2 separate regions of the Zea mays genome follow, and region 2 is linked to region 1. The links are chromatin contacts, called in public Hi-C maps. All regions are on one chromosome and are shown on one strand. Each heading gives the region's core, a stretch centred on a gene start, on an enhancer-like site or on the middle of the called end of the contact. The rest is flanking DNA. Distances are from core to core; before and after follow the strand shown.

Evidence for each region. Hi-C and Micro-C count contacts between places; a contact is called where the count stands out from the background.
Region 2: a Hi-C map of bundle sheath shows a contact between it and region 1, with 3 times the contacts expected there. The contact joins the promoter of LOC100284569 here to the enhancer-like site in region 1. A contact is called at or near these places in 2 of 25 Hi-C or Micro-C datasets (bundle sheath and leaf mesophyll).

The regions. Positions count from the first base shown.
Region 1 is chr3:22,445,364-22,451,861 of Zm-B73-REFERENCE-NAM-5.0, reverse strand. No RefSeq gene overlaps it. Among protein-coding and RNA genes, the nearest start is that of LOC103649841, 7.8 kb to the left of the region's middle. Within about 2 kb of position 2,756, at least 17 of the 20 cell types and tissues checked have an H3K27ac peak or open chromatin away from gene starts, as enhancers often do. A contact at or near this core is called in bundle sheath and leaf mesophyll, where this site is marked.
Region 2 is chr3:23,045,335-23,051,832 of Zm-B73-REFERENCE-NAM-5.0, reverse strand. LOC100284569 (metal tolerance protein C3) reads right to left here and starts at 2,411. Exons shown (of 6, transcript NM_001157464.1): 1 at 2,151-2,411. The coding sequence starts at 2,289.

The DNA of each region.
Region 1 (6,498 bases), core at 1,507-4,006:
TTGGCAATTTAGGGCCTAAATGAAATAAAATGGAGCAACTAAAAAAGTAGTCCTTAAAAACTTACACCCCCTTTGTCAACTCTAGGGACATGACAACCAACCGACCAAATCTTAGGGTCTGGTTGGGTACAATGTTTTTGAAAACCATGGTTTCATAATTATATACTTTACGATTGTCATGGTAATACCATATTTTTGGTCAGCTCCAAAAATACCTTGATTTTAGGAAACATTGTTTAAATACAACATTGTAAACCGGTATTAGACAATAGCTAGCCATGTCATTGAAACTTGGGATTCTGGTGCAGTTTCCAATACTCGAAAAAATACCATGGTTTTGAAAACAGAGTTTCGAGGAATGCAACCAAACACCAAATAGCATAAAATACAATAGTATTTTACTAAAACCCATGTTTTGTAGGTTGGGATGACTATATTTTGCTCGTTCATGTTTTCTAGGTTAGGATGGTTTCGTTTTGCTCGTTTATGTTTTTTTGCGGTTGGAATGGTTCTGTTTTGCTCATTGGTTTTAGGGGTATGGCCATTTCTTTTTTTTTTTGGTTGGAGGAATGGAAACAGATTGATATTTTGGTGTCGCTAGTAAACGGTCCCAACATATCATCCTACAAAACTATTTACAGTATTTATTTAATTTGGGGGTGAAGGTGGAGCTCGCGTAGGTGTGGCAAACAAGCCTGTATACGAAGGGTCAGGAGGGAGTTGCGGTTGTATGTAATTTCGAATTTCGGATGGTGTAGATTCTGACGAGTGCAAGAATCTGGGAGCTGTCCTTTTGAAATGTTTGGTTACTGGAGTTGGGCATTGAACAAACGCGACTTTGTTTTTGTGTCTGGCTGTACTACATGACTTGTCTCGGACAATATTTATGCGATGGATCCGACGACGACCTCCTGGCACAGTAAGTACAGCACTACGTAGTAGTAGGTACTGCATCTTGCTTGCGAGCCGCAGGTCCGAATTCGTCACAGCGGTTGGGACCCCGGAAAACGACACGGCAGGCTTCTTCTCGGAACGTTCGGGCACGGGATCTAGCGACACTTTTCCAGCTCCGAATCAGGAGGGACGAATCCTCGCGAAATGAATGGATGGATGGATGGATGGCGCGCAATTGCCGCAGCCGAAAGACAGTTGGTGGCGGCGGCGCGGGTCGCGTGTTTGACGAGTAATTGCCGCCTGTCCGTTGAATCGTCCGCCCCCAGCCCTCCTGCACGTCACAGCTCACACAGCGGGAGGGGAAACAAATCAACAACGGGACGGAAATCCGGTTTGAAGGGATCCAATGTTATGTATGCACTACTCTCTCGTGTCCCCGGCAAGTAGACAGTCCCCATCGCCGGTGACATCCCAGTCCCGTATCAGACCGTACAAAATTCCACACAAACAAACTCGTGGCGTCTTGGATCTTCCAAGCTCTTTCCACCTGTTCGGAGCTTTTTTTTTCTTCCCTCTCTCTCTCTCTCTCTCTGTTTATGACGCACGGCGGATCAGTGGCGGACGCAGAACAAAACTTTAGGTGGGGCGACACTATAAGAGACAAATCACTATACTAGACGACTAGATAAAAATAGCTTCATGATAATAACAAGGTTAGGTGATAATACTAGGAGCGTTCTAAAATGATATGAATATCAGAAAACCATTTTGGTCACCCTACAGAAAGACAGGTGAAGCGGCCACATCGACGCGTCATTGTGGTGAGTCTGCCTTGAGATGGCGATGATGAGGCAGCAACATGCGAGGGGCAGCGAGGGCAAGCGGCTGTAGGCAGTGGCAAGCGACAACAATTGTTGCATTTGTGACGACGTGGTGGGACCCTGGTGACATAGTGAGGGCAGATGGTGGTGGCACCATGGTGCCAAGGCAGGATCCCACCAATAGCTTGCCCACCAGTCGATGCGGAATAAGAGGCAAAGTAGTGGCGCTGCGTGTGGGATCCCGACAACGCGATGAACTAACGAGTGACGAGAAGATAAGGTGACACTGGTAGCGGACAGGTCTAGTCACCCACTACCGATCCAGTCATGATCAAAGGAGCTATCGAGCCACGAGTAGGTCGAGTAGCTAGCCGCTAGAGGAAGGAATCGAACTACTTGTATGGAGAGCGGGCTGAGCAATGAACTGTCGAGAAATAGTTAGATTAAAACTATGTTTCATTAGATTTGGTTGTACCTACTATATAAAAGTTTTTTTTATTTTGATGTATATCTAAATATAGGTATAAAAGCATATAAAAATTGAGGTGGGGCCGTGGCCCCCTTTGCCCCACCCTTGGATCCGCCTCTGCGGCGGATCTTGGGTCGGCAAAGCCGACTCTAAACTAATGCCGATCTCAAAGCGGTTTTGAGGTGGGGGGTAAACTATGGAGTAGTAGTTACTACTACTAACGCATGCACTGATACTATGACGAAGGCAGGATTACATGAACGGCAGGAAGGGGTATCGAAAGGAGATAGATAGGCTCCAAAGGCAGGATTACATGAACGGAAAATCGAGATCCAGGTACATCGCCTCAGGTCCGTGTCCGTCCCGTCCAGCTCTCGTGCGAGCCGGCCGGGACAAGGATGTTTCCTTCCACGACAGGCGACAGCGTTCTGACTCGGCAGCTGGCGGGCACGCACGCACGGTGAACTCCGCCCGGTTTCTCAACGTTTTCCGCTGTCTGGAGCGCCAGTCGCTCTCACCCACGCAACCACGTGGGCAGCCGAGCGGATCGGCTGAGCAGAGCAGTGTGAGCCAGTGACAGTGAGCACTGCACGACCACCTCGCTCGCTCTAGCTGAAGCTGACGCTCTGACACCGACCCCGGTCCGGGGGTCAAAACACCGGGGGCCAGCAGCCAAGTTGGACGACGGGTGGAGTGGAGTGGAGTGGAGGCAGGCCTGCTCTGCTGCCTGCATTATTGCCGGTTGTTTTTTTACAGCGTGTGCGGTGTGGAATCAATCATTCGTGGCCGTGCAGCGTTGTGTCTGGTTCCGTCATCGTCATGGATCTCCTCCGTCTTTGACCCGCTGTGCCCGAGCTTTTTTTTGCCAGGTGTGGTAGTAGGTGGTTGCTTTGGTTTCACTCACTCTAGTGATACGCTTCTCAAAAAAGATCAGCACTAACGCTACGCCCGCACTGGCGGCGTGGTATTTCCCCATGTTTATCCTCTCCTTTTCCGCAGCTTTCGGAGTGAGTATTAGCGAGGAGGACGAGGAGGATGGATCCATCATCTTCTCTCTTGAGTACTTAGAGCTATCTCTAACAAGGCGACCTATACAAAATGTCCTATACATTAAAAATAATGATGTTCTACGTATTTTAGGTTACCATAAAAAGGTTGAACTCCAAGAGTAAAACCTCAAACGAGATAAATAACTACAACCGGGTCACTTTTCCCCGCCATCATCGTAAATTACTAAAAAAATGTCCTAATTTCCATCTTCTTTTTTGAGAGCGGGATGGATTCAGATCTGACAAAAGACGACGCGCATGCTCGATTTGTTATAGCCTTTAGGCCAGTGAGAAGAGATTCTGCTACGTACTGAAGATGTTGAGGTCCGGTTGCCGTGGCCCGTATGGACTCGGGAAGGAAAAAAAAAGATGGTGAATCAGATGCCTGCGAATGCCCTATACACTACCATGTCGCTGCTGCCTGCTGGTAGATGATAGCGAAGTTTCCTGTTGGAGCACGGTGCAATGTTTCCGGCTCCAGCCTCCAGGGCGACTGTTTTTTTAAAAAAAAAGCTTGAAACCCACGAATGCGTTGACATATGGCAGGGGTACTGTAGCATACTACTTTCATCATGTGGATGAATTGTCGCGTCACACTCACAAGGACAGCTCGCAATTCCTCGAGACCACTCCCCGTTCTCAGGCCCCCCAACATCTTGGGAACGTCCCCGCCGTCCAAAGCCCAAGCCCACCTATCGATCGTATCTCTCCTCGCTTGTTTAAACTGTTCTGAACTTTGGTGCGGTTTGTGACCAGCCGTGCAAGCGCAGGTTGGCATGGGCGCGGCTTTGCCTGGAGCTCTACCCTGATCGGCTGCGCGGCCTGTCAAAGTGGGCGGCCCAAGCCGGAAGAGAAGAGATTGTTGGCCCGGCCTATAAATAGGAATCAGTTTTTTTTTCCAGACAAAGATTAGAAGAGATGGACCATCAGATTAGATCTATTTGAGAGATTAATCTAGAGTTTTTTTTTGAAGAGTTCGTGAGAGAACATTTTGGTGTTTTGAAGAGCACTTTTTACATAAATCTTGATGATTCAAGAGTTGATTAGCAACATTAGTGTGGTAACATTATCCATCTCTCTCTTTGTTGACTAATTGTATTCTTAGTTTTGATTCTATTGATTCTTTGTTTTCAATCGTTACCGATAATTTGGTTCATCTAGATCACCACCAAGGCATCTATTTACTAATCTACAACGTTTGAAATATTTATCTTTTCTGGTTATTTCTTAATTTCGAAATTATATCTTGATTCATTTTCGTTACTTTCAAGAACAACAAGCTCGTTTCATTAATAACTTTAGATTCCAAAGTACGATCGGCATGATTTTAGTTAGGTTTGTTTCATAATTTTCAAGTTTAATCTGTTAAATTTTGAGATCGACCGGAGTTACGGATTTCGGTTAGCGACGTGACGTTTTTACTAACGTAAACCACAATTTGTCCAGATTTATAAAACTGTAATATTTTGGTTTTATGATTAGGAAAAGGCGAGGTAACTATTTTTAAGGTTCCGCAATCATTCAGCCCCTCTAATTACCTATTCGAACCTCATATGATCCTACATATTCATGTCCTAGATAGTTGTTGCTTTCCCGCTTTAGGGCTTGTTCGGTTATTCCCAATACACATGGATTGGATGAGATTGTAAAAAATTGAGAAGAAGTTTGACTTGTTTGGGATTAAAACTCATCCAATCCCACTCAATCCACATGAATTGAGAGCTAATCGAACAAGCCCTTATTGAATCACAGACTCGATACATGCATGTCAGTTCAATAAGAAAGTCCCCCATCTAGCTTTTTTAATCAACTAGAATTGGCTGTATACAGTAGTGGCACTAAAGTCCTATTGTTGTTTTCATATACAGGTACAGATCCTGCATGGTCTTCGCTTGGCAAACGTCAACTGCATGATATAGAGAAAGGTTAAGGTTAACTAGTTATATGTCCATGCGTTGCCACGAGGCGGGGGAACGGGTGGAGCGGCACCTAGACTGCAAATATAAATATTGTTTATTTTTAAATACTAAGGTTTGTGTGGTCTCGTGTTAGCCCCAAATTTCTAGAGCAAGTGACGTGAGTTTGAGTGCCCGCTCTGCACTATTTTTTTGCGCGCGCTGTGCGGGCGCTGGACGTGGGGAGAATGAAGTCGTGGTAACATCAGATACTCACATTAGATTTTTAATAGATTAGTATAGATATAAATCCGTGCCATTCCTCTTGATCAGTTTGATAGCTTAATGTCTCTTGACGAATCCAAATTAGTAAATCTCTCCTAACTATAAAAATCTAAAACTCAATGAGCCATGCTACCTGCTAAGTGAAATTAATAATAAGAGGTTGTCTAAAATCTTTTGTGAATCAAACTTTTATTTGTATGTTTAATTTATAGCCACCCTCGATGTGTGCTTTCGGGACACTGCTTGCAATGGTCGCAAGTTCCAGAGATGATTTTTCAGCTTCCAACGCACTATGACCATATGTTAAATGGCCGACACTAAGCACGATTCATATACTGGCATACTGCGTGATTGGTTGACTAGGCATCGAGTGCCGGTCTCCGGCTAGCCTGGACTGTTGGGTATACGGGACAGGCGTGTTTCCGCGTATGCAGGCATACAAGCGAAAAAAGCCTATGCTGCATGTGCAGGTGCAGGCTGCCACCCTCCTCTACAGTTAACCAAACACACATTGCGCAAGGTCAACGGGACGCCGCGGGTCTGGAGGCAGCCCGCCAACCAACCAATCACGTGGATAGTGTCGTGTCTGGACCATCATCCCGTTACGATGGGCTAGCACGACTGCACGAGCAAGACACGATTATATACGACTTAGACCAACTAGTGATCAATAGATGTGATTGTGAATTGTGAGCTGTTATGGTTTTAAATATAATAAATCCGCTCTATACTGGTACAAATGTTCATGTTTTAAAATTATACTAGTTGAGTACCAGTGTGTTGCAACGAGAATATATAATAACAGTATACTACGATAACTTATATACAAAATATGTGTTATACCGTTATCGGAAAATGTTTTATAATCAATTTGTGATTCTGACCATACATAAATTTTGTTATTTTAATCTATCTGTTTCATCACTACATTGCAACTATCAGTATCATGCAGACTTCGATATATGTCACGATTTGCATGGTCTCATCATTGGAGAGCACGTTCCACACATGCAGGAAGAAATTCCCCCGTACATCGTTAGTCATTAGACGCGTACCACCATACACTTTTGCTTAAACAAAAAGGC
Region 2 (6,498 bases), core at 1,162-3,661, 600 kb before region 1:
ACAAGTACACTTACGCTTACAGACTTAACTGTGCTAGTATTAACTACATCATGGTTTAAATATTGATTTTTTTTTAATTTTAGTCTACATGAGCGCATTGGGGCGTCCCAAGTGGCTAGCTATTTAACTAGCTAGATTCACTCTCTTCCCTACGTGGATTGAAATTGTAGATAAGACGAGAATAGTTAGCGACGAGCAAATAGATAGAAGATTTCACGTATTCCAAGAAAATAAGTGTATTACGTGTAGGACCAAGTACTAGTGGTGAGTTAAATTACTATTTTTATTATTCTCCGAGCTCCACATCAGCTAGCTATTTGAGACAACCATTGCGGACGCCCTTATAAAGGTGTCCCCAATAGCTAGCTATTTCACTAGTTAGATCCACTCTCGCTCTACATCAGCTAGCTAGTTGAGATAGTCATTGCGGACGCCCTAATGTGAGGTTAGAGGGAATACGAGCGCGAGTAAAGTTTTTTTTTCTGAAGTCACATTAACTATACTTTGTTGCAAAGCAACGGGACGATAAGTACGTATCAGGACTTCGTGCACTCAGCAATACACGTTTCCATGGCTGAATAGTCCAGCTGCATGAAAGCTTTCAGTATTTTATACGGATCAGTCCTTGACTCCTAGCATCTTTTACCAGCACGAAACGTGAATCATCAGAGGGCGTGCTGTGTACTACGTACGTACGTGGATCATCACAGGCAGAGCAGGCCAAAAACTTTCTTCTTCTTCCTTCGTTTGAAACGAAGGCCAAAACAGTTGTTGTCGTTCGTTTGTATATATTTATTTATGCCAACAGAGTGGCAGTAGCGCGATTGGACTTGTCCAAGCGACGACGTCGCCTTGTGATTGTCGTCAAGCTCAAAAGGAACGTTCCCGCATAGATGCCCTCGACCGTGTCCACGACAAGACCGAGACTAGCTAGGCTTCAACCGAAACGCCTTCCAGTCTGGAACAACGAACGAACTAGGGTACGTAAGCACATGCAGTTACTGGACTGTTTTTTTTTAACTACGCTTCACTCTAAGTCTTACTCTACTCTGATTAAGACTACTTTCTCGAGACAGAATTCGTGCAAACATGCATGCATGGAGGTTGCTATCGAACTATTTTTTATTATTATTTTGCAACTACATTTCTATTTAATACTTACAATTTGCTGCGCCGCGCGCGATGTTGCAATGCATACGATATATAGTGTGAGTTGAAACTGTAGGGTTTTGCTTGCACTTAATACTGTAGCAGAACGATGTTTGTTGGGGTTATTTTTTATAGCTGATAGTCACGGATATGGTACAATCTGCAATTATTTCATTAGCATCAATGTTCTTTTGCTTTTGTCTGTTTGATAATTATGTTTTGATCTATACTACGTACTGCAATTCATGAGTTTCTGATCGAGTTCAATATGAAAGTATGATATGCACTTGTTTCGATCATTAATTATAGCACTGGTATTTCTTGATTTTTCTCTTTTTAGAAGCTATGTTTTGTTCTATACTTCAGTTCTGTATTTTCTAAGTTGTAATTACTGTATGATGTGCACTGTTACGCCATTCATTACAGCATCAAAGTTCTTCGTAATTCACGTGTTTTCTACCAAAACGCTAGCTAGTTTTTTTTTCACCAGAAAATGTGCTAGCTCGAGGAAACCAATACGGGCCATTGCCTTCGTGACAGCAATTTGAATACACTAGAAGTATGTAACTATCGCCACTTCGGTACTTTGCAATAAGTGTGTGCAAGCAGCATGCAGCAGCGCCATGCAGAGGACGAAAAAAAAAGATGATTAAAAGGTCCATACAATTATAGGGTCCACATGGGACTCCACTAAGCACCGCTTTTGTTTGTTGCTGTTATATCATCGTGGTTGGTTTGCCATGGCGATCTTTTTCGTTCGGGTGGTATTATCTTGGAGTTAACTATATAATCTAAGATCACTAAAAAGAGGCAAAAAAAAAATCGTGCCTAGTAGTACTCTTAGCAGTTTCCGCCGCCAATCAGGTCGTATCAGTTACCACAAAACCCGCAGCGGAGTTGCATGTGTATAGCAAATGGAAAGGAAAAAAAAACAAGAGACACGATTGATCTGCACTTCTGCAGGATCTCGGATCGAGTTGGACGGAGGTGCCCGTACGTACCGTGGCTGCGGAGGAAGACCCTGGCGACGAAGGGCGGCTCCTTGGGCCGCTCCGGCATGTGGAAGTCGCTGACGTTGAGCCGCCACGACGCCGTCGGCCCCGCCCTCAGCCCCTCATTGTGGTCGTCGTCGTCGCCCATGCCGCCGGCCAGAGGATCCGATCGAGGGTAGATTCGTCGGATGAAGGAATGGGGACTAGCGCGGCCAGAGAGTCGGCGCAACCACAGGATCGGACGGCGGCAGGACAGTGGGGGAGAACGGTGTGGTGGGGGTGTTTTATATATAGATGAGCAGTTATGGTGGTGGTCGTGGTGGTGGCGGCCACACTCCCGCACAGATCAGATGACTAGATCAGAGATTGAGAGCGCATGCACAACGGCAGGTGGCTGGGACGGCGAGGTGCGCGCCGGCCGCGCGCGCGTACGTCGCCTCGTCCGTTGTTGCTTTCCACACGACCCTTGTGTTGAACATATCTGGTATAAACCAACTCCTCCGTGCAATTATAAAACTTCTAATTTAGGTCACATGATATTAATCGCTACAGGGGCTTGATAATTTTACACGTAACTATCCACTGCTAATCACATTTTTTTAAATCTCCCCTCTCACACCCCCGCACGCCCCCTTATCAGAATCATGTGATTTAAATTAGAAGTTTGCACTATATATATTTACACGGAGGGGTTAGTTTGCACTATATAGATTCTCTTCTTTTATCCGAGAGATCGAGCGCGGATGTGAGAGGCTGGGCAGGGGGAAGTGGCGCGGTTGGGGGTCGTGACGGCTTGAAAGATTTGGTGCATGCATGCCTCGCTTTTAAAAACTTGTGCGTTAGCGCCCGTCGAGTCACCTTTGTTGCACAGTCTTTAAAATTTGTCGAGTCACGACAGGGCTTGGGTCAGGTCAGCTCACTCCTCCATCAGCCGGCGGCGCGCGGTCAGGTCGCAGACTCCGGCCTAGCAGTAGCAGGCCATGTCTGCATGCGGTGCGGGCACGGGGACACTGACAAGACGACACGGCGGTAGAGCGGTACACGTTGGAGTGGCCGACGCGGCACACCCGAAGTGGGAGCTGATGCGGAGAGATGGGACTGTTGAGAACTACGTCACCACGGATCACCAGATCCGCTCCCTTCCCTCCCGTCAGCAGTAGAGGCGTAAGAAGCTGTAGAGTACCCGTCTCCCTTCCCATAAGCACGACAGAGAGCACACAAGACACATGATGTAGGGTTGGGCCTCTGGCATCTTTCTATTCTATGTATTATGAGGGGTGTACATGTTCCTTATATAGAGATGTGAGACCCCTCAGGGGCAAAGCAGGTATTTGCCCACATAACCCTAACTAGGGTTACTTAACACTCCCCCTTGGGCGAATACCGCGACCAACACATGCCTCGTTAAAACTCCGAAAAACCCAGTGGGAAAAATATGGAGAAAGAGTGCATGGTGATACAAATTGCATTTGCATTTTGTTGCCTCGTTAAAAACCTCATGTGAGAAACTTCAAGAAAACTCACCAAGGGAAAAAAGAGTACAACAACTGTCATCGGGACAGATTTCGATCCTTTGGGATCTAGATTCTATCGAATCTTCTACAAGGGCTAACTTTAGAAATGTGCTCCCCTGATCCTTGCAAAATCGTATCAATAAGGCAAAACATATTCTTCTGGAAGTATATGCACATAAAGATTCAGCAAACGGATTGCATATCCTTGCAAGGACTATTTCAGGAACTTTACCTCTACTCACTTCTAGGATATACGAGGTAAGTGCACGTATCAATATAAATAAGCCACTTTGACTGATGGTGTTCGATCGACTAGATCTATATATTTGATAGAAAGTTTTATAAAGGTTCACATATTGATCATCAAGCTCACGCCTTCAGGGCATAGAATATGACATTTATTGTCTCACGGTTGTGATCAATATAAGCATTCGCTCCCCCTGACGATGACATCTGTCAAAGTCTTTATCCTTCATAACTCAAGCATATTCTTCAAGATATATGTCTCATTGTTCATCTGGAATAACGAGAATGAATGAGGTTGGGGTGCTATCATTTTCTATCTTACACCACAATTTATACATAGTTGTGCAAAGCAAATAACATGTCCTTCAATAGGACTTAGGGGATAATATAGTTGCAATAGTACATATTCTAAATATGATACATCGCTTGAGGCGTTCATCCATTGCAACATCTATGATGGTGTAACAAAAGTCCATCTAAGATCGTAATCCATCAGGGATTTTTCATCGATCAGATACATCGTTATAGTCTGTCATTCTAGCACAATGGGGATATTTTGCTAGTAACACCTAAACCTTATAGGTTTCTGTCATCAGGGCTTTGAGGATACCGTAATTCCACATCTAGTGGAAATTACCATGAGTAAAACTCATGGAATGCACATGTGCTTATTCGGTGAACTTCAAGTCCTTTGGTACCTCATCTTATTCCTTTTCGGGTCTGTATGGGTCTTTATCCCTTTACAGAGATTATCAAACTTTGGTGTTCAACACAGACTTTGTTTCTTCTGGATAGGTTCCATCTGGGAACGATAGTCTCAACTAGGAGATATTCTCCCTACATAGGAGAGTGATCATTCATCAGGAATGTATTATTCGGTATGAGATTTATATGTTGCATATTTATAATTCAAATATATGAGTCCTTCTAGGATCTCATGACGGATCTTCAGAATCCTATTAACTGCATATTTTAATTCATGCCATTTGCCAGATATATTACATAGCGGAACAGTGTTTATTCAACACATACGTGGGATGGGTCTCTCACAAGACCACTTGAACCATCGCATTCACCACACATTATTTCAATAGTGCCCATAAATGTCCGAAATTCAAGCTCGTGACTTTCATTTTGCGATTATTGGTTCAGCCTCGATTGCATTTATCATTGACCCGATAAGAGAGCTTCAAGCACTCATGCCTAGGACTTTGTTTTGGATCCCTTTGCAATCTATAAAGGCAAGATAGGTGTCGACACATTTGTATCCCACATTTAATAATGATCTCCGTTATTTCCCAAAACGAAAGATTCATTGTTCCATATTCCCAGCACAATGATATTGCGCGCATTGCTAGGAACTTCATCATCAAGATGAACCTCTTCGTGAGGCAAATCACCAGCAGGGCGAGTTCATCGGAGGAGAGTTATTACAGACCACGTGAATCTGCAATCAGAACATATGCTTTGACTAAGACCAATGGATCATATTCGCAGGCGTCCCCGAGAATAGATCAAATGTCAATAAGTCAAATGTGGATATTATATTAATCCCGGGTATATCCACATCTACATCAGGTAGAAGCATTCAGACCAATATGGTTACTCCTCAACGATTTCTGGCAAACTCCATATACACAGGAGTACACACCGAACGACATATTCAGTTTGACTTTTGTGCGTTTAATAGAATATTGAGGCATTACACTATATGGGCATTCCTCCCCCTAATGCCGAGATGTTCTAAAAACATACATATAAAATCCCCAACCACAATCATCCAGTTGTGGCCAATGTATGCTATTGTGGTGATTTATTTGGGAAATCTTACGCACATTACAGATAGGGGTTTTATGCAGTGAGCTTTGGACTTAGATTAATGTAGTGGCATGAATACTACATATTTGTCCTTCACATGAAGGGTTAGTCTCAACATCCAGCGAGACACGCAACAACAAGTTGCTTCATGGTTACAATTCTGCAAACTTATTGTTATTATTACCAAATGCACAGTCAATCATTAAGATTTAGACTAACACGCACAACACTATTTTATCCATAAGGCTTCTTCAGGGGCTCATGAATACCATTCGTCATTTGGAGCCATTAGTTGACTTCAGATCAACAAGTAAAATGACCATCAAGGTCTAACGCTCACAAAGACATTCACTGGTTGTATTGTGCTTTGAGGCACATAGGAAAATGTGTGTTTATATTGGTAGTAGAGTGCACGACATCAGGCCAATGCTGCCAAGCAGAGATTTTTATATGCAGAGATGTATAGTCCAGCTCGTTTTATTATTGCCCATTGTTTACCCAATTACTCATACCAATCTGAAATTGGGTATCAATTTATGCAACATTTTTAGGTATTATAATTTTGAGAGAGAATTTATAACAATAGTTAATAATTTGTGATGCTGCCAGCAGGACAAACATTTCTCCTCATATTATATACCAATTTGTTCTATAAAGCATTATTTCGATCTCTTCGTTGTTCGACAAAAAGAGAAGCTTTGGAATAGAACAGACAAGGCCAAGAATTCATTTTATCTAGGAAAATCACCATATAACTAGCTTTTGATGAAGCAAATGAT